Linked DNA regions of Mus musculus: region 1 is linked to region 2. Evidence: chromatin contacts called from public Hi-C data. All regions are on one chromosome and are shown on one strand. The core of a region is the stretch at or near the end of the contact, and the rest is flanking DNA. Distances in the headings are between cores, read along the strand shown. Region 1 has its middle 7.7 kb from the start of Gm52041. Region 2 has its middle 6.2 kb from the start of Gm47754.

What was found. A called contact is a pair of places that touch in the nucleus more often than the background predicts.
Region 1: a contact with region 2 is called in a Hi-C map of bone marrow-derived macrophages, with 18 read pairs. The contact joins two enhancer-like sites. A contact is called at or near these places in 2 of 15 datasets of contacts at CTCF or cohesin (embryonic stem cells and large pre-B cells), 2 of 484 Hi-C or Micro-C datasets (bone marrow-derived macrophages and cerebellar granule neurons), 7 of 115 datasets of contacts at active chromatin or transcription factors (cardiomyocytes, embryonic stem cells, kidney and 2 more) and 1 of 9 other capture datasets (embryonic stem cells).

What each region holds. Positions count from the first base shown.
Region 1 is chr13:37,956,500-37,960,696 of GRCm38.p6, reverse strand. No RefSeq gene overlaps it. Among named protein-coding and RNA genes, the nearest start is that of Gm52041, 7.7 kb to the left of the region's middle. Within about 2 kb of position 1,951, at least 83 of the 459 cell types and tissues checked have an H3K27ac peak or open chromatin away from gene starts, as enhancers often do. A contact at or near this core is called in bone marrow-derived macrophages and microglia, where this site is marked.
Region 2 is chr13:37,572,651-37,576,993 of GRCm38.p6, reverse strand. No RefSeq gene overlaps it. Among named protein-coding and RNA genes, the nearest start is that of Gm47754, 6.2 kb to the left of the region's middle. Within about 2 kb of position 3,058, at least 10 of the 459 cell types and tissues checked have an H3K27ac peak or open chromatin away from gene starts, as enhancers often do. A contact at or near this core is called in bone marrow-derived macrophages and microglia, where this site is marked.

The DNA.
Region 1 (4,197 bases), core at 702-3,201, 380 kb before region 2:
GCTGCCTGAAATCCTGGATCAGCAGGTCTGAAATGGGATTTCCAACAAGCAACCGAGGGACTTGTCTTACAATGTCTGGATGAGGGTGTGGAAGGCAGAGACACATTTCTTTCTTTCTTTCTTTCTTTCTTTCTTTAAACATTCTCTGCCCCCACCCCCACCCCTGCTCCCTTGGGCCCATTGGTCTTTTAAATGTGTTTCTCATTATGGATGGTTGTGAGCCACCCTGTGGTTGCTGGGATTTGAACTCATGACCTTCGGAAGAGCAGTCAGTGCTCTTAACCACTGAGCCATCTCACCAGCTCCAAAGACACACTTCTGATGTTCCATCTTGACATAGCAGGTGTGAGCCATCACTGCAGAGCTTTAAAAAAAAACATCTGTCGAATGGCACTTGTGATGCATCAGGAGAATGGGGGCCTCACCAGCCACCTGGGGTAGGAGGGCACACCACACCACATCTGCCTCCAGAGTTGACCGGAGCCATGTGTCCTCGTTTTATGCAGTCACTGTCCTTTTGGTGGGCACACATCCTCCAGTCATAGACACCTGACCCCGTGCACGTGCTGGGCTGTGTGTGCGATAGGCAGTTTCACCCTCACAAGGCAGATCCTGTCACTTTCCTCCACCCCTGCTCTGACAGGAAAGGGTTTTATTCCTCCTCAGCTCACTGGACTGGCAACCTAAGACTTGCACTCTGCAGGGTGAGCAAACTGGATGGAAAGTAAGATAACTGCCTTTGGGTTTCGCTGCTTCTTTCTTTGTTTGGTTTTGCTTTTTTTTGAGACAGGGTCTCTATATACAGCACTAACTGTTCTGGAATTCTCTACGTAGACCAGGCTGGTCCTGAACTCACAGAGAGCTGCTACCTCTCTCTGCCTAGCCAGTAGTACAATTAGAGCCACGGAAGCAATATCCGGGGCTGCATTCAGTTTTCATTGCTTGTTTTATCCCCCTTCCCATTTCCCTGACGCCCCTAACTTTTTCATGCATAGTAGGACTACCATTTATGTGAGAGAGTTGTGTGGTGTCTTTGTGGGAAGGCGGGGCTAATGAGCAGCTATACATTCCCCACCCCACTCATCTGAGAGCCTGGGGTCCAGCCCTCACCATGTTGTCAATTCCTGTGAGAGGCAGGCAGGACTCAGGACAGCCCACAGTCAAAGCCAGGCAGGTCACTTCCCTATTTGGCTCCAGCTTCCTTCCCCTGAAAGAAGCGACTGCTGTGTTCCTTATTTAGGACACTGACTTTGGCAGCTTTGGCTTGGAGAGCACTGGTTTGTTGTTGTTAACGAGCAACCTTCAATTATAGGTTTAAAATAAACCCAGCGGTTCTCCCTGCTCACCCCTCCCTCCCCCGCCTCCTTGGGAGCGGGCAGGCAGCCGCTGGGCGTGGCAAACGTCAGGAACCCTAGAGCGGATGGACAGAGAATGTCCCCCATAGGCGCTGGCATTTGAACACTTGGCAGTTTGGGGAGGTTTAGGAGGTAGGACTTCGCTGGAGGAAGTATGTCATTGGGGGCAGGCTTCCCTGCTTCAAGCTTGTGGTTCAGGATGCGAGCTCTCAGCTGCTAAGCCTGCTGAGTGCTTCCACCTTTCTGCCACGATGAACTCCGCATCCTTCTGGAATCGTTAGCCCAAATCAACTTTTCTTTTTCACCCACGAGTTTACCTTGGTCATGGTGTTTTATCAGAGCCGCAGACAAGTAACGAATGCAAGCCTGGAACAAGCACGATGAAGCTATTGCCTACTAGGTCTGCCAGCAACTGAGGCACGAGTGCAGCTCAGAGCGTCACTCTTGAGTCTTTGTCCCTCCCGATTTTATACTCCTCCACCCCAAAGGCTGACATCATCTGGCTCTGGAGTTCCTCCCCACAGCTTCTGAGGTAAAGACTCAGTTCCTTGCACATTATGCTACTGGAAGATAGAGGGATTTATTTTTAAGGGGCAGGGCCAGTAGGAGGAAGTGAGATTGTTGGACTGTGCCCTTCAAGAGGCCCTAGGGAGGCTGGTTCTGCCTTCTATCTCGTTGCTTCCTGGTTGCTGTGAGATAAGCAGCTTCCACGGTTACAGTTGGCAGTGAGACTACTGACCGTGGCTGGAAGCCTCCGAAGCTATAAACGGAAGCAAACGCCACTTGTTTTTGTTGAGAGAGCTTCTTATTTTGTTAGTTTGTTTGTTTGTTTTTTGAGACAGGGTTTCTCTGTGTAGCCCTGGCTGTCCTGGAACTCACGCTGTAGACCAGGCTGGCCTCGAACTCAGAGATCTGCCTGCTTCTGCCGCCCGAGTGCTAGGATTAAAGGCTTGTGCCACCACGCCCAGCTTGAGAGAGCTTCTTGCTATGCAGTAAGCCCAGGCTGGCCTTGAATTTGAGACCTTCCCACCTCAGCCTCCCAGACACTGGGATTACAGGCCTACTATATCATTCCTAGCTAGTCCCCCTCTGTCTACCTTCCCTCCTCTCCCCCTCCCCCTCCCCCTTCCTAAAGATTTTTGCCTTGTTTTAGATGTATTTACTTTATTTTGTTTGTCAGAGTTTTTGTCTGCATGTATGTCTGTACAACACGTGCATGCCTGGTGCCCACGGAGTTTAGAAGAGGGCACCAGATCCCCTGGAACTAGAGTTACAGATGGTTGTGAGCCACCATGCGGGTGCTGGGAATGGAACCTGATCCATTGCAAGCACAACAGCTGCTCCCAACTGCTGAGCCGTCTCTCCAGCCCCTTTCGTCTTTGTAAGTTGGTTATAAAGTCTTATAACTTATAACTTTATAAAACTGGGTATTTTGTTACAGTAATGGGAAACTAGCTAACACAGATGGAGTCTATTAAGAGCTCTATTCAGCTGGCTGCTGGATTCATATCTGAACCAAACTTGAGGCTCTAGGCCTGAGCCTCACTAATTTTAATATACTTATGAATCCCCCGGGGTTTTGTTAAGATAGGGCTATTGAATCAGCACATCTGGGCAAGCCTGACTTTCTCATTCTAACCAGCTCATAAGGAATATGGCCACTATCAGTCCTCAGTCACACCCTGGGGAATCAGCCAGGACAAGGCTTTGTCCTGGGTGTTGATCTACACAGGGCAGCTCTCCCATGGATGAGGCTCTGATGCAGGACTGGTGGTGTGGATGAGGGTAAGACCGTATCTCTCTCCCAACTTCCAGAGTGAGATTATGTGATAAGCATCAAGTCCAGAGAAGAGTTTTGGGCATGTTGGAGCTTTGAACTAGAAGGTGCCAGGATCGCAGATCTCCGAGAAAGGTAGAGGAGCCTTGAGTTGGAAGGCAGGGCAGGCGTCTCCTGTAAGGTCCTCCTCCTGCTCTCCTCCAATATCTGTGGAGTGAATGTACAGCCTGGAAGTCCTGCCCACTCCCTTCAGGGTTACCACAGCAATGTCAACAAGAGCTGTGGATATTCTCCCTCTCTCTATATATATAAACACACACACACACACACACTTATAATCCACAGGACGATCCCAGGAGGCAGATACTACTCTTGCCTTCTTAGGAAGAAGAGCCCAAGGCACAAAGCCACTCATCCGAGGCCGAGCTGGGACCTACATGTTTGTCCCTATAGATCCAGCTGTTTGCTGTTTCTCCACCCATTTGTATTGGTCACCTTTCTCGTTGCACTGACAGTAAGAAGTTAAGGGTGGGTTTATTTGGGTTCACACCTTAAGGGACAGTCCATCATGGTAGATGGAGAAGTCATGGCAGAAGCTTGAGGCAGTGAGCAGGTCACACTGCAGCCACAGTCAGGAGGCAAAGAGAGATGATCTTTTCTCTTTTATTGGGACAGGGACCCAGCCCATGGAACGATGCTGTCCACAGTTAGGGGGTGGTTCATCTCACTCAATGGGATCTAGAACCTCTCTCACAGACATACCCCAAGCTTTGTCTCCTAGGTGACTCTACATCCGGCCAGGCCAAGTTGGCCATGAATATCAACCCCCCACACCACCTCAACCAGCAGGGGCAGGCAGAAGGCTGTGTCTTCACCAGGAAGACCTGAGGCTTTGTGTCCCTGTACACAGCAATGTTTAATCCACACCCTGCTGTCCGGACACAAATTTCGAGAGGCAGGTCCCTCGCCTGACCTCCCACAAAGCAAGCTCTCGGTAAATGTTGTCTTTAAACCGTGCTGTTTCACTTGTGTGAGTTACCCAAGGAGTCATCTTCATAGAAACAG
Region 2 (4,343 bases), core at 1,809-4,308:
CTTCTTCTTCTTCTTCTTCTTCTTCTTCTTCTTCTTCTTCTTCTTCTTCTTCTTCTTCTTCTTCTTCTTCTTCTTTTTCTTCTTCCCCTCCTCCTCCCCCTCCTCCTCCTCCTCCTTCTTCTTCTTTTTTATTTTTATTTCATTTTTTTGAGACAGGGTTTCTCTGTGTAGCCCTGGCTGTCCTGGAACTCACTTTGTAGACCAGGCTGGCCTCAAACTTAGAAATTGGCCTGCCTCTGCCTCCCAAGTGCTGGGATTAAAGGCGTGCGCCACCACGCCCGGCTCCCAACTTGCTTCTTGATCATGATGTTTTGTGCAGGAATACAAACCTTGACTAAGACAAACTGGTACCAGAAATGGAGTATTCATGTGACAGCCTGACCATGTTTTGGGGAGGACTGTGGGAAGACTTTGGAACTTTGGGCTAGAAGACCCATTTGCTGTTAAGAGCTCTGTGGGATGTTGTGTAGGAGCTTGGAAGATAATGTTGAGAAAAGTGAAAATGGTGAAGGGCTGGCTTGTGAAATTTCAGAGGGAAGATTAAAGACTCTTATCAGGGCTGTAGCTGTTTTGATTGTGAAGATTCTATAGTTTTGGTTAGCTGGAGCTGAAGAATCAGCTGTGATTAACAAGATACCAGAACTGCTAAAACAAAACCTTTGTATTACTGGGATGATTGATGCTGGTTAGCTGGAGCTAGGAAATTAGTGGTGACTAAGAAGAGACCAGCATCACTAAGGTGAAATCTTCTGGGAAGTGGAACACAGAGAAGCTGTGTTCCAGAGTCAGCCACAGTTGTACCTCATGTTGGCAGCCAGACTTGGTAATGTAGAAGAGTTTTGAAACAATGAAGGGTTAGCAGCTGATGCTTGACCCTGTGAGAGGCCAGAAGAGGCCATGGGTAAAGGTGTAGCCTCAATGGCATTTGAAGGCCCAGGACTGAAGGGGTCACACAGAGAAGTTGAGGCTTAGCACCATGAAAAGAGCCTATGGGAGGTTATTTGTGAAAGTGCTGTCTAGTTGCAACAGAACACAGCAGTGTTTTGGAGATGCCAGTGCCCTGAGATGATCATCAAGAACAGCAGCAGCAGCTGGAGCCTAGAAGACAAGGTGTGTGCTACACAGGGCAGAGCTGGAGAAGTGACCCAAGCTCTTGGAGGAGCCCAGAAGGTCATGAGTGTGTCCCAGACATTGGAAGGTAAGAGTTTGACCTTGCTTTTGATTGTGATTGGGCCCTGATATTTTTCCCTCTTGAAGTAGAAGTATTTTAGCGGAGTCTACAGTTAAGAGACTTAGAATTTCAAAAGAGATTGGATATTTTAAAAGGGTTAAAATTTTAATATGTAACAATTTGTAAAGACTGTTGGACTTTTAAAGTTATTTAGATCTTGGGGATGAATAAGAAAGCAAGGGCTAAGGCTTAATAGTGATGTGTTTGTGTGTTAAGTTGACAAGGGGTCAACTGTACTGGCTGGTTTTGTGTGTTAACTTGACACAAGCTGGAGTTATCACAGAGAAAGGAGCCTCCCTTGAGGGAATGCTCCATGAGATCCAGCTATAAGGCATTTTCTCAATTAGTGATCGCTCAAGGGATCAGGGTCCAGCCCATTGTGGGTGGTGCCATCCCTAGGCTGGTAGTCTTGGGTTCTATAAGAAAGCAAGCTGAATAAGGCAGGGAAAGCAACCCAGTAAACAACAGCCCTTCGTGGCCTCTGCATCAGCTCCTGCCTCTAGATTCCTGCCCTGTGTGAGTCCCAGTCCTGACTTCCTTTGGTGATGAACAGCAATGTGGAACTGTAAGCTGAATAAACCCTTTCCTCCCCAACTTGGTCATGATGTTTTGTGGAGGAATAGAAACCCTGACTTAGACAGTGGATTATTAGCTCATTTGCTTTTCGGAAGCCACATTTTCTACTGTTACCCAGGTCCAGTGGCACTCGTCTAGACCTATCTCATACACTCAAGATATGCCCATCCTCACAGGGCTGCTGGTGGTGAGGGAGTTCTCAAAGATAAAAGAAACAGACTGGGCTCTCTACTCAGAGTTTCAGGTTCCTGTGGGCATCGAGGAAAACAGACAGGAGACAAAGCCAGGGTATGGAGGATGTTCATTACAGAGCAAAAAACTACATTGAAGGGCAAGTTAAGACTTCTTGACAGAAATAACACTGAGTTTCTGATAGCTTGCTTTACGGACAAATTTAATTTAATGGGGAAAGTGGATGGGAAGGTAGGATGCCTGTGTAGTTGTTTCCTCAAAATCTCAACATTCCCTTCTAAGGGAGGAAAGAGTCTCTTAAAGCTAAAAGGCCCACAAAACTTACAAGCCTCCTCAAACCCAGTGTTAGAAGATGCACATGGCCTGTCCTCTCCCCGAGGTCAGACAAGCAGTAAACAGTTTCTGGGGTGGGGGTGGGGGAGATTTTCTTCAGTGGCGCTCCCTGCAGGTTGTGCAGGGTCCAGCAGTGAGGTGTTCTCAGCCCTCATCCATGCTGGGTGGGCTGTGTAGTGAGGCAGTTCCCTTGAGTCATCTGTCCTTCCATCACAAGCCATTGCCAGGTAATCACAATACGTTCCTTCCCTCACCAAGTTAGACTGGGGTGGAGTTGTTTCTTGGACCTGCCCTGGATGCCCTATCTGAGATGAGGAGACATCTGTTCCTGCCTCTCCAGAAAAATCAGGCAGCACAGAGAATTCCACAAATAGGGCTTAGTAAGACTTGCTTCCCTTTCCTGTCCTTAGATGGGTTTCTCAGGGGGCACCAGGCACATGACGGGAACAGGCAGTTTTGCTAGACAAACAGCATGGAGAACTGTTCCTATGGAACGAAGGAGAGCTGTGGTGGTCTTGTGGGCCATGGTGGGGTGATATGATACTGTTCCTACCTACATCTGCCTGGAACCACCTTGCATTTTGCACCCCTTATCTCTCTGTCTATCTAGATACTTGGATAGATACCACAAAATAAAATCGACGGGAACAGAAAACAGAAGGAACAAGCAAGCAGCAAGCCCGTTTGGGTGTTTCCTTTCTTTTAGACCCAGCCTAACTCGCCTGGTTCTTTAAAGATATGCTTAGTCAACAAGACAGCTGCCTGCATCTAGCTGCAGAAAACACGAAGCTGAACATCGTGGAATTTCTTTTAGAGGGAACACTGAACAATTGACTCACAACAACAGGGTCCACTCCCAGACAGATCTGTTTTGCCCTTCAGCCAGCAAGTTGCTCTGGGCTTTCCCAGTACCATCATCTGAATGCTCAGAGGTAGCTAGCGTTCCAGGGTCAGATCTGGACCATGCAGAAAGCATGCTTTGAGAGTTTACCTCCTGAAGTGTCGCCAGTATCCAGTATCTCTTTTTTTTTCATGGACTGAGCTGTTCCAAGGCTTTTCATATCAGTTGGAATGTCGTGAATTTCATTTTCATGAAAGATAAATGAAATTGTAAACTGGGTACAAATTTAATCTTTTTTCCCCCCTGATATTGAAATTCCTCATTATCTGCCCTTCCCTGTTCTCCCTCCTATTTCTTTTTCCTTTTCTTTTTTCTTGTAAGAGGCTGTCTGTGATAGAATAACTGGTTTTTCCCGGAATGGCTAATACATAATAAAAAGAACACCATTCACTAATAACAATTTGTTGATTGTTCCCTGAACCCCTGGGAGGTGTGTGGAGACTGAGATTTCTGTCCGCAGCAAAGGGAGTGTGGCTGTGTGGTAGGCCTTATGTCAAGGCCAACTAGGAACTCAAAACGGAGGTATGTTGATCCTATAGAAAGCCAGTCTTCTCTCTGCCCTGCCCCCTCCAACTCAGGTGACTGTAGAGTCTACCAGCATGTTAGCTCTGCTTATCCAAATATTCTATGCTAGTGTTTGTCCCTAGGCGTCAGGGAGGCCAGGAAATGAAAATGAGTCTGCTGGACACCCAGGAGAGCTGATAACTTATTAAGGAAGGGGATGGGGACTGGGGGATTGGGGATTGTAGGAGGTCTGTGGGGGTAGCCAGTGGGGAAGAAACCATGTGTACTGATTAGGAGCGATTAGGAAAAAGAACTCAGCAAGCACCAAGAGGAATTAAGGAAATCAGGAAACTTCTTAAATTAGAAGTGGGATTAGAGAATGTATCAGGGAAGGGAGATTTGATCTCAGAGTATCCCTGTGCTAAGAGGCTTTCGGGGTTGCTTGAGAGTGGGTTCAAGACCTGCTGCGTATTAGAGTGGCACCAAATCAGGTTGCCCTGAAAGAGCTATCTCTTGAAATGGGAGTTAAATAAAGGGTCATTTGGCAGCTAACCTGGAACAGTGGTGGTTGTCACTGACAACACAGCACATCAAGGTGGAAGCAAG